Linked DNA regions of Mus musculus: region 2 is linked to region 1. A link is a contact called in public promoter capture Hi-C data. All regions are on one chromosome and are shown on one strand. The core of a region is the stretch at or near the end of the contact, and the rest is flanking DNA. Distances in the headings are between cores, read along the strand shown.

Region 1 (6,108 bases), core at 256-2,755:
CATATTAAGAGATATTAAGAAAAAGTGATTGTTACTTCCTGTTAATTTTCTTGTTAGAGGTGGATTTATGTTTGTGTAGGTTTGTTAAACGATTCTTTCTTCTTCTAGGGTGTAGTTTCACTCCTTGTGTTGGTGTTTTCCATCTATTATCTTTTGTAGGGCTGGATTTGTGGAAAGATATTGTGTAAGATTGGTTTTGTCATGGAATATCTTGCTTTTTCTGTCTATGGTAATTGAGAGTTTTGCTGGGTATAGTAGCCTGGGCTGGCATTTGTGTTCTCTCAGGGTCTGTATGGCATCTGCTCAGGATCTTCTGGCTTCCATAGTCTCTGGTGAGAAGTCTGGTGTAATTCTGATAGGCCTGCCTTTATATGTTATTTGACCTTTTTCCCTTACTGCTTTTAAAATTCTTTCTTTGTTCAGTGCATTTGGTGTTTTGATTATTTTGTGAGGGGAGGAATTTCTTTTCTGGTTGAGTCTATTTGGAGTTCTGTAGGCTTCTTGTAAGTTCATGGGCATCTCTTTCTTTAGGTAGGGAAGTTTTCTTCTATAATTTTGATGAAGATATTTACTGGCCCTTTAAGTTGGGAATCTTCACTCTCTTCTATACCTGTTATCCTTAGCCTTGGTCTTCTCATTTTGTCCTGGATTTCCTGGATGTTTTGGGTTAGGAGCTTTTTGTATTTTGCATTTTCTTTCACTATTGTGTCAGTGTTTTCTATGGAATCTTCTGCACCTAAGATTCTCTCTTCTATCTCTTGTATTCTGTTGGTGATGCTTGCATCTATGACTCCTGATCTCTTTCCTAGGTTTTCTTAATCCAGGGTTGTCTCCCTTTGTGATTTCTTTATTGTTTCTAGTTCCATTTTTAGATTCTCAATGGTTTTGTTCCTTTCCTTTTTTCCTTTCCCTAGCCTACTTGATTGTGTTTTCCTGTAACTCTTTAAGGGATTTTTGTGTTTCCTCTTTAAGGGCTTCTAGCTGTTTACCTGTGTTCTCTTGTATATCTTTAAGAGAGTTATTTATGTCCTTCTTAATGTCCTCTATCATCATCATGAGAAGTGATTTTAGATCTGAATCTTGATTTTTCTGTGTGTTGGGATATCCAGGACTTGCTATGGGAGAATTGTGTTCTGATGATGCCAAATAACCTTGGTTTCTGTTGCTTGTGTTCTTACACACTTGCCCTCCACCATCTGATTATCTTAGTGCCCTGGCTATATCTGACTGGAGTCTGTCCTTCCTGTGATCCTGGTTGTGTCAGAACTCCTCAGAGTCAATCTGTCTCTGTGATCCTTTGACTATGGGATCCTGAGATTCTGGGTGTGTCCGAGCTCCTGGGAGTCAAGCTGCCTTTGAGACCTTGAGATCCTGGTGTGACCAAGATCCTGGGATCCTGGGATCCTCTGATCCTGGTTGTGTTAGAGCTCCTGGGAGTGGAGCTGCCTCTGGGTGTTGGGCTGGTTGTGGAGTTTGAACCCAAGGTCTGCTCAGGGCGCAGGCCCAGACAGACTGGACAGAAACCATGCCACTGGTCTGGTGGAGTTCCTGTGTGCCTTGGTCCCACAGGTCACAGGTCTCCAGGTGTTGGGGACAAATGTTGTGTCCTTCTCACCTCTGATCCTCTGATTCTGGTCATGTTGGAGTGCCTGGGAGTGGAGCTGTCTCTGGGTGTTGTGGGGCTGGCTCGCATGATACATTCTTAACTGTTGAATTTCTCTATCTTAACCTTTAATTCTTGATCTTCCTACTTCTACCTCCTAAGTGCTGGATTACTGGTGTTCACTACCGTGCCTAAGTACCCCCTTTCACTTTTTATTTTGAGATGGGAGATTTTGCTATTTTGCTAGGTTCATCTTAAACTCACCATATATAGCCCCACAGACCCTGAGCTTGTGAACCTCTTGTCTTGCTTCAGCCTCCAGAATAGCTGGAATTACAGTGATGTACTGCTAGGTCTGGCTAGCAATTCATTCTTTACTCAAGGAAAAGGAGACCAATTAAGAATTCAACAATGGCAAGATCTCCCTGTCTATCAGCCATCCAGTTCAACCACATATTGGGATTTGATCATAACCTGACCCCCCAAACACGCCCATGGAACTGGCTTTTCCTGTGTTAGTACTATTTTCACTCTCTCTGTGTGATTTTATAGTTAGTATTGTTTCATAGAGCAGATCTCCCTGGGCCTGGTGAACGCTGTGGTAGTTCCTGTGATTGTTCACAGGCCTCAGATGCAGAGACGAAGTGATTCAGCTTTACTAGAAAGAAGCTTTCAGGGGACAAAATGACAACCGGCAGCTTAATGACTCCTAAATGGCTTCATTTTTGATTCAGGAACCAGGCCACACTTCATTCTACAAAATAAAATAAATGTTCCAATGAGCCAAACTTGGGAAATTGGTTTTATAGACAGAAAAATGGCTGAAGAGAGAAGAAACAAAAACCAAAAGCAAATTGGTAATTTTCAGTTTTTTTTTTCTTGAGGTGGGGCCTTGGGGGCAGAACAATAGAAAAATAAATGATTGCTTACCATTAGGTTCCTGAAGCTGAAGGCTGAAGGTGCCTCATTATCATACCAGTTGAAGCTGGTCTCTTTGCAGAATTTGGCTGTTAGCTTTCTAATCCCAATTGTCAGGTCTAAGGCTCAGTTTTAGCTTACTGGAACCTCAGCATGAGTGATTCTATTTTGATTGTTAGTCAGTAAGTAGTCTTTTGGGACCCAGTTCAGAAGCTTAGTTCAAAGCAGTGGTCTCTGTAAATTTTATTTAACATGCTAGAGCCAAATTTCTTTTTTTCTTGAGACAGTATCTTGGCTGGCCCCCAATTTGCCATATGATTGAGGATGTCCTGACCTCCTGATCCCCTTACCTCAGCCTTCTATTTTCTGGGAATACAGGCATGGTCTGCCATACTTGGTTAGCAGTCCTGATTTATTATTGTTTTTCAAGACAGGGCTTCTCTGTGTAGCCCTGGCTGCCCTGGAACTCTCTCTGTAGACCAGGCTGGCCTCAAACTCAGAGATCTACTTGCTTCAGCCTCTAAGTGCTGGGATTAAAAGTGTATAACACTAAGTTTGGCTCAGCCCTGATATATACATACATATACATATTTAAATTAGAGTAGATACTTTATTAGGAGAAATCTCTGGCTATAGAAGAACTATATGAAGATGGGAACGTAATTCAAAGAAAAATAGGAGATGGTTTAATTTTACCATTGTCTTTTCAACACAGTCCTGATATTTTACATAGGATTCTTAAAATATGTTTATAGGGCATTGAGGTCATCCTTATGGGATTGTTGGAAGAGATCAAATGAAATAACTCATGTGAAGTGTCACAAATTTATTCCTTGTACTACTGGAAAAGTCACACTGGTTGCTGTGTGAAAGGTCCCCGTGGGAGGAGCTACCATGGGAGTCCCTGTGGAGAGCGAGCAGGCTCTGAGTACAAGGATCTGTGGGCTGTGAGTAAGAGCACTGGGGAGCAGGCCCTTGAACTATTGTCACAGCAGGGTTGAGCAAGAAGAGGGCGGGCACCCAGTCTGTGGCACCCTGAGGGAAGACATGATGATCAAAAAGCCAGGCTTGCAAACTGGATTAGATGTCCAGGTCATCTTTAGTTACAGAATAAATTGTATGTCAGCCAGCATGAGCTACAGGAGACCCTGTCTTTAGAAAGAAAAGAGTCAAGTTTAGACCTGAAGGTGCTGGAATCCCTGAGAGGAAGAAGCTTGGGCCTTGCTTCTCTTATGTCAATGCAAAAGCACAGGTCTTACCCCAAGGAGGATAAGAGAACCTTTATTCTGGAGCAACCATGGCCCAGGGACACAGATTTATGTTACACCAGATTCTATGCTCTTTTCATGTGGAAGCAATTTTATGAAGTTTTCATAGTAACAGGCAAAGACATAAATCAAGACAGTTTTCAAATACATTGGTGGAAATGTCAGAGAGGAGCATTAAAGTAAAATGTAGACATCTAAGCTGTAGACCTCAGATGCTATCTGATGACATTCTTAGCATTAGGGGTGGTTGAAGCTAGTAGTCTGCTAAGTTAATATATCCTAGAAGGTTTTTAATCTGTTAGTCACAGGATTTTAGGTCTGACACATAGATGGATAAGAGGCTAGCCCAAGATAATTTGTGATTAGGCTCTAGATCTGCAACGTTCCAACTGGACCTTCCAATGTTCCAATGCCGCATCATTGGATTTCTAGTGTGTCAATCAGCCTTTGCAGACACAGCTTTGTACTGGCTGGTTTTGTGTGTCAACTTGACACAAACTGGAGTTATCATCGAGAAAGGAGCACCCCTTGAGGAAATGCCTCCGTGAGATCCATCTGTAAGGCATTTTCTCAATTGGTGATCAAGAGAGGATAGCACCTTTGTGGATGGTGCCATCCCTGGGCTGGTAGTCCTGGGTTCTATAAGAAAGCAAGCTGAGCAAGCCAGGGGAAGCAAGTCAGTAAGCAGCATTCCTCCATGGCTTCTGCATCAGCTCGTGCTTCTAGGTTCCTACCCTGTGTGAGTTCTTTCCTGACTTCCTTTGGTGATGAACAGCAATGCAGAAGTATAAGCTGAATAAACCCTTTCCTCCTCAACTTGCTTCTTGGTCATGATGTTTTGTGCAGGAATAGAAACCCTGACTAAGACAAACTTCTTTCCAGGAATATGAACATGGGGTTTGGGAAGCTTTTTTGTCATTCTACCACTGAGCTACATCCTAGCTCTCTAGAATTGTCCCCCACCTCCCTCATCCATCTATCTATCTATCTATCTATCATCTATCTATCTATCTATCTATCTATCTATCTATCTATCTATCTATCTATCCGTCCATCCATCCATCCATCCATCCATCCACCCATCCATCCATCCATCCACTCATCTACTATTTGCTTTGTTTTTGAAATGGAGTTTCTCTACATAACAAAAAGACAATAAAAAGGTTTTTTAAAATTTATTTTATGTATGTGAGCACTCTCTGCATGTACATCATCATCATGCCAGATGAGGGTATCAAAATTCACTACAGATGGTTGTAAGCTACCATGTGGTTGCTGGGAATTGAACTCAGGACCTCTGGAAGAGAAACTGGTGCTCCTAACTGCTGAATCATCTCTCTAGCCTCCCAATTAAAAAGTTTTCAAGAGGGCTGGAAATGTAGCTCAGAGGCAGAGTATTTATCTAGCAAGCTCAAGATTAAAAGAGGCTGAAGTGGATGCTCACAGTCAGCTATTGGATGGAACACAGGGCCCCCAATGGAGGAGCTAGAGAAAGTACCTAAGGAGCTAAAGGGGTTTGCAACCCTATAGGTGGAAAAACAATATGAAGTAAACCAGTACCCCTGGAGCTCGTGTCTCTAGCTGTATATGTAGCAGAAGATGGCCTAGTCGGCCATCATTGGGAAGAGAGGCCCCTTGGTCTTGCAAACTTTATGTGCCTCAGTACAGGGGAACGCCAGGGCCAAGAAGTGGGAGTGGGTGAGTAGGGGAGTGGGGGGGGGGAGGGTATGGGGGACTTTTGGGATAGCGTTTGAAATGTAAATGAAGAAAATACCTAATTAAAAAAAAAGTAAAAAAAAAAAAAAAAGGGCTGGTTGGTGGCCTTTAATCCCGTCACTAGGGAGACAGAGACAGGTGGATCTCTTGAATTTAAGGCCAGCATGCTCTACAGAGCCAAGGTCTAGGATGGTCAGAGAAACCCTGTTTGGAAAAACAAAAACAAAAAAACCAAACAAACAAATATCAAATTAGTTGGGTCAATTTGGTGGTGTGTTCCTTTAATCCCAGCACTCAAGAGAAAAAGGCAGGCAGAGCTCTATGAGTTCAGGCCCACCTAGTCTACAAAGTTCCAGGACAGCCAGGGCTACTCAGAGAAACCCTGACTTGAACCAAAAAAGAGAGACAGAGAGATTGAGGGTTGGGGGGATAAACAAACAAAAAACAACCAAAAACCCTCAAAATAAAAAACAAACTTTTTTTATTAGGTCAGGTGTGGTAGCATATGTCTTTAATCCCAGCATTTGGGAGGCAGAGGCAGGTGGCTCTCTGAGTTCAAAGCTTGGTCTACAGAGGGAGTTCTAGGATAGCCAGAGCTACACA
Region 2 (5,800 bases), core at 2,879-5,378, 460 kb after region 1:
AAAGGCGGTTTCATAGGTGGCCAAGTCCTCCAGGAAGCTGTGATCTTCTGGGGACAGGTTGTTGCAAGGTGACAGGGTCCCTCCTGGGACCTCTGCCTCAGGATCCCCTGAACCCCATTCCCCATTGGGGTCTGGAGTAGAAAGATCCATGAAGATGTCTTCCACTGGCGTCTCTTCCAGGAATAAATTATCAGGGTCAACCAGGAAGTCCAGCTCCTGGCATTTCCAGGGTTTAAGATCCAGGCTAAGCACAGGGGGTCCAGCCCCTGACAGGGACAGGTTAGGGTTCAGGGGCTCCAGCCCTCCAAGTGGCTCCAGCCCCCCAGTGCCAGCCTCAGCTGAGAAGGGCCTGTCCACGCCCTGAGCCAACTGGCTGATCTGCTGAATGAGACGATCTATCTCATTTTGCTCTTTCTCTGTGTAGTGGAAGAAACTTTGCTTGACTGGAGAGGCCTCAGGTGTGAGCAGGCCTTCGGGCACCAGGGGGACATCCACAGAGAGGGGGCCCCGGAGCTGAGCTAGGGCCAGGAGTGTACAGTCCCCATTACCAGGGCTGCTAGGACTTGGGGGCAACTTCTCATAGAGAAAACTGCATCCCTCCTGGGCGAAGTAAGTCTTGGTAGGATTGGGGCTCAGTTGCTCTGGGAAGGTTTGGCTGGGGCTGTTCAGATGAGCCTGGAATGCTGTGCTGGGAGGAGTCAGCTGCTCATGGGCGGGGCTGCCCAGAGGCTCTGGGAATGTGGCAGTGCTGGGAAGTAGCTGGTCAGGGAAGGAAGAGGTGCATGGAGTCAACTGGTCTTCAAAGCTTCTGGCTGAGCTTTCTGTCAACTGTCCTTGTAGTGAACTGGTTAGTGGGTCTGGGAAGGTAGCACTGCTGGGTGTCAACTGTTCAGAGAAAGTCACTGTACTTGGTGTCAGCTGTTCTTGGAGAGAGCTGGACGGAGGGGGCAAGTGAGTCTGGAAGGGTTCATGGAGGCTGAAGAGGAAGGCACAGCCTCCTGGCTGGTGGGGTGTGTAAGGTGGAGTACACACCAAATCCTTGCTCAGGTCTGCTTGGAGGGAAGGCTCAGGCCTAGCAGGGAATGGCAGGTAACTGAAGTCCAGCTCTTTGGAGGGTTGGGGAAGCTCTTCTGGTGTTGAGATCACACCTAGTTCAGGAGCCCTGGGGAAGCTGGCACTTCTAGGAGTCCCCAGGGATGGTGTAAAGAGTGGATTAGAGCATTGCTCCTGGGAGAAGACATTCTCAGAGAATGAGGGTAGCACAGCTGGGGTTCCTAGGACATAGGCTGCCTGGGTGTCTTCAGAGTTTAGCTGCTGGCGGAGGCTCCAGGCTTCCGTGTCACTGGAAAGGGAAGAGGTGGCAGCTTGTAAGGGTCTGCTGTCCATTACCAGAGTAGTTTTCTTCGTTGCATTTCTTCTATGCTGACCTCAGCTCCCCTCCCCTCTCCGCCATCTTGTATCTTACAGCTTACCTGATAGGGTAGTTATTGGCAGTAAAAGGGCCTTCTGGACCTTCTGAGTATAGCATGCAGTAAATCCATGTCCAGCCTCCATGCTTGGCTTGAAGTCTCACCACCATTTCAGCCTGAATATCTCCACTTTCAGCCACTGGGGAGAAAAAAGGAATACCGGATTAGAAGGTCCATCAATCAACACCACCTACACACCCACCTTTCTTACCTCTACACTGAATTGAGGGAGCCATGACATATTCTCTTCTAACTACCCTAACCTGTACCTCTAGGCTCCCCACTTGACCTTATCACACAGTGTTTTCTAACTCTGTCCTATTCTTGCCTTGACTTCTCATCCTCAAGCTCACTCTGTAGCCTCCGAAACTCCTTAACATCAGTTTGGACCACAGCCAGTCCCTGGCCTGTCTCCCATGCTTTCTCCCAGCTTCCTGTGTTATGCACGGCCTCTCAGGACACTCACACAGGCGGTAGTGTTGAGAAGAAGCTTGGGCCAGGTCCTCGGGGTGTAGCAGTCCATACCATGATTTACAGAGCAGTTCGCTGCGCTCAAAGCCCAGGTAGATTAGGACACTGGGAAGGTGGAAATGATGAGGTCAGCTTTCTGTTTACCTTACTCAAAATGCATGCACTTCACTCCCTCCCATGCTCTCTGCCCACTTAAGCCCCATCCTCCCTGCCCTGAATCTAAGATCACGAATCTAAAGTTCCCTTCTTTCTGGCCTCCCTTCTTACTGGAGTTTGAACACTTTGGGCTTACCTTTCAGAAACGTCCAGTAGGGCTAGGTCCTTAGCATGCCGGCTCTGGAACATGGCCAGGAAGAGAGAAGCAGGACCAGGGCCAGGGCCAGGGCCGGGGCCAGGGCGGGGTCTTGGCTCCAGTGGGGCGCAGAAAGCGGTGAACACAGGGTTTCCTGCCCAGTAGGCCCCAGGTGGGTGAGCATGGAATCGACCTCGAATAAGCACCAGTTTGTTTCCTGAACTCTGGCGCCGGAGGGACTTGGAGGTGTTGAATCGACAACGGAAAAGGCGATCTAGGTGAGCAAAAGGAAAAACTGACTAAGAGGGTGGGCATTGGAGGAGAGTAGATAGTTAGGGCAGGGCAGCAGAGGAGTAAACTGAAGAACCGAGAGGAGGTTCTTACCAGCATCCAGAGCAGAGGGCATGGTGAGCTGCTGGCGCACAGTGAGATGGTCAGCAGGGTCAATGATATCGTAGATACTGTCGCCCTGGGCAACCAGGTCCACCTAGAAAGGAGAAGTGATCATTAGTGAAGGCAGCAAGAGCCTATCTGCAACCAATGATTTTTCTTAGGGAAGACTCCCCCACACTCGCCTCTAATAACTCTGTTTTCAGTAGTGAGAGGCTCATTTTATCTCACATATACCCCAACTTGAGATGCAAGGACTTTTAGTACTCACCATAGAGTGGCCCAGATGCTCGCTCACACTCTCCGACAGGTATAGCAACTTCCCCTCAGCTGTGAATACAAGGAGAAATCCAGGTAGTGCTGCCACAATGTCTTCAAGCTCTTGAGCAGAGAGAAGCCCGGTGGGGCCAGCCAAAGGAGTGCCTGTAGGGTGAGAAGATGTGGTGAGTCAGGATAAGAATCAGGGACAACACAGAAATAAAGAGAACATCTTTTGAGTCTTGGAGAAGACACAGGAAATTCCCATAGACCTATTTCTGCCAACACCTGTTGACCCTATGCTTGTGGATCTTGGCCAGGAGACCTGTTGCTAAAACTATCTAGCCAGGGAGCCCCTGGACTTCCAAGCCTGGCCGGAACCTCAGCAGCCCTCTGCTGTCAGCACTGTGGACAGAGCTCTCCCGAAAGGACTGGGATTCAGCACCGCGGACAGCTCCTGCGAAAAGGGGCTATGGCCATTTCAGCACCGCGGGCAGCGCCAGAAAGGGTGATGGCTTCAGGACGTCGAACAGCTCCAGAGCGCATAGAAAGACCCTCTCAGCATTTTCTAGCACAAGCTACTCTTCCTCATACTTTGCCTTTGCAGGCTTTCCCTGTAGCTTGCCAGGCTTCCTTCCGTACCCTCCCCGGATTCCTGGAGTGCCTCTGAGGCAATGGGAGCCTGGACCATTCTGTTTTAGCGCTCTATCTCACACAAATCCAGTGCTAGGACTATCGTTTAGGCTAGTCTAGATGGAGCTCAGAAGAAAAAGTAGGAAGTCCAGGGTCCCCTCAAGTCCCTTCTCTCCACAGGCTTCCAGCACGCTGTGCTAGACAAGCGGCAGTTTTAGCACATTCCCTCAGCTCCTCCATCCCTGGTCCCCGTCAGCTCTGGTCTCCGGTAGCCCAAGCTGCTCACCTCCAGCAAAGAAGACACCCTTGCGAGTGTAGATGCAGGCAAGACTCATGATGTGCAGGTAGGACAGCCGGACCTTGTCCGCTTCAGCCAACGGCAGCAGCTCCTTGAGGTTCCGAATCTCGGCGTTGATCTGGTCGCGGCGCGCCTTGGAGGCGCCCTTGGTGGATCGGTACATGACTGCCGGCTGTGGAGCTCCAGCTCCGGCTCCCGAGCACCTGCGATCCTTTCCCGATGCACCGGAGGCTTCCTCTTCCTTGCTTCCCGGTCTTTTCGCTCAGGCTCTTGCTCGCTCTCGCTCCACTCCTGGGCTCCGCTCGGCAGCGCTGCCCCCCTCGCCTGCCTCGATCCGCCTTATATAGCTCCTGACAGGCGTGGGGGGCTCGTTTTTAGAGACGGGGGGGGCAGCGGGAGGCGGGAGGCTGGGCTAAAGCAAGCTGCAGAGGGAGCCACTGGCTGGGGAGGGGGGGTGCTCCTCCTCCCTCCCAGACTTCCGACGTCATCCCGTGACGTCGAACGGGAGAGGGAGGGGGCGGGGGAAGGGGGAGAAGGGAGGGTGCAGAGGGGGCCGGCTGGCAAGAGCTGTGCAGAGCCAGGAATGGGGTGCAGGGACCCAGGTTTTCCATTACATTCTATTAGGAGGAGGAACAGTACATGGATTAGGGTGGTCTGAAGCCCTTAACAAGAGAGTTTGTAGAAGGCAAAGCGAGGCTGCTATCAACATAGATTTTTCTAAGGAGGCAAAGGATGAGAAGGGGCTTGGTCCTCTGCCAATTTGCCGCCATCTGCCAGGCAGGGGTCGAAATTACATGAGGGACTTTCCTTGGCTTTTGGGGAGGGGCTAGGTCACAACTGGGGGTCTTTTCTGGGGTCTATTCAATCTGAAAGTCCCTTAGCCAGTTTCAAATAAATAATTCCTTCTTCGCCTCCATGCCCTGACCTGAGGGTCTAAATCTCCAGGATAGGGTGGAATGGTGGTCCTGTGGAGAAGAGACCACTTGAATTCGGTCTTGATCATATTTCCTTAGCACCATAGGAACACAAACATCTCCACTGTGATCTGCAGGGATTCCTTTTTCCTCTATTAGTTCATCTTAGCCACCTGTCGGGGAAACTGAGGCAAAGACCCAGGGCCTGGTGAGGATCTGGATGTGTGTTTGAACCTCTCCCACGATCCCCTCCCGCTTGTCAGCCCCCAAGACGAGCTGTTCCCCCGCCCTCTTGCGAGCCCCAGTCTCTCCGGCGGGCTGGGGGGCGGGGGCGGGGCCGGGGGAATCCCAGCTCCATATTAGGACAGGAATCCTCCGGCGGCTGCGGCGGCGGCAGCGGCGGGCGGGGCCTACCGGCCTCCGCACAGCTCTAGAAAGCTCTCCCCACTGCTTCAGCCGGGAAGAGGGGGAGGCTGCCAAGTAGCCAGGGTCTGCTGTGCCCTCAGTGGCTGCTGCACCTACCCAAGACCCTTTAATTCTGCCAGAGTCCCCTCCCCATCTCCCTTCAATTCTTGCTCCATCTTTAGCTCCAGGGCTCCTCGTTCTGCCTGTGCACTTGTCACTGAGTGAGCGCACAACATACACCTTTCTTTTTTTTTTTTTCCTTCGTTCATTGAGCGTTGGACAGTCTATCTCGGCTTTGTGGGCGCCCCCCACCCCCACCCCTCTAATTTGCACCTTTGGTTTAACTACCTGTCATGTCAGGCTTGTCTTTGTAGTGTGGCCTTTGCATCACCCCACCCCTCCAGACACACACCCCCACACACACCTTTCTTCAGTCACTTACATGCGATTGCTGTCTACACAGGGTATGGGAGCCCTTTTTTTATCCCACAACCATTTCACAAAGGACTAGAGAAACTTTTTGCCCAAAATTTCATTTAGAGTAGGAACATATAAAAGCACTTTTAGAGCCTGAAAAACAAGACCATTTAAAAAGTTGAGGGAAGCCGGGCGTGGTGGCACACGCCTTTAATCCCAGCACTTGGGAGGCAGAGGCAAGCAGATTTCTGAG

What was found. Promoter capture Hi-C pulls out the DNA fragments that hold promoters and counts their contacts.
Region 2: a promoter capture Hi-C map of liver shows a contact between it and region 1, with 2.3 times the contacts expected there. A contact is called at or near these places in 7 of 39 promoter capture datasets (the HPC-7 cell line, HPC-7-derived erythroid cells, embryonic stem cells and 4 more), 1 of 484 Hi-C or Micro-C datasets (nephron progenitors), 4 of 130 datasets of targeted methods (craniofacial prominence, embryonic basal ganglia, embryonic stem cells and 1 more) and 1 of 9 other capture datasets (embryonic stem cells).

What each region holds. Positions count from the first base shown.
Region 1 is chr19:4,533,281-4,539,388 of GRCm38.p6, forward strand. It overlaps a transcript of Pcx not described here. Among named protein-coding and RNA genes, the nearest start is that of 2010003K11Rik, 38 kb to the left of the region's middle.
Region 2 is chr19:4,985,843-4,991,642 of GRCm38.p6, forward strand. Npas4 (neuronal PAS domain protein 4) reads right to left here and starts at 4,129. Exons shown (of 8, transcript NM_153553.5): 1 at 3,800-4,129; 2 at 2,894-3,045; 3 at 2,617-2,719; 4 at 2,233-2,506; 5 at 1,936-2,045; 6 at 1,473-1,608; 7 at 1-1,342. The coding sequence starts at 3,974.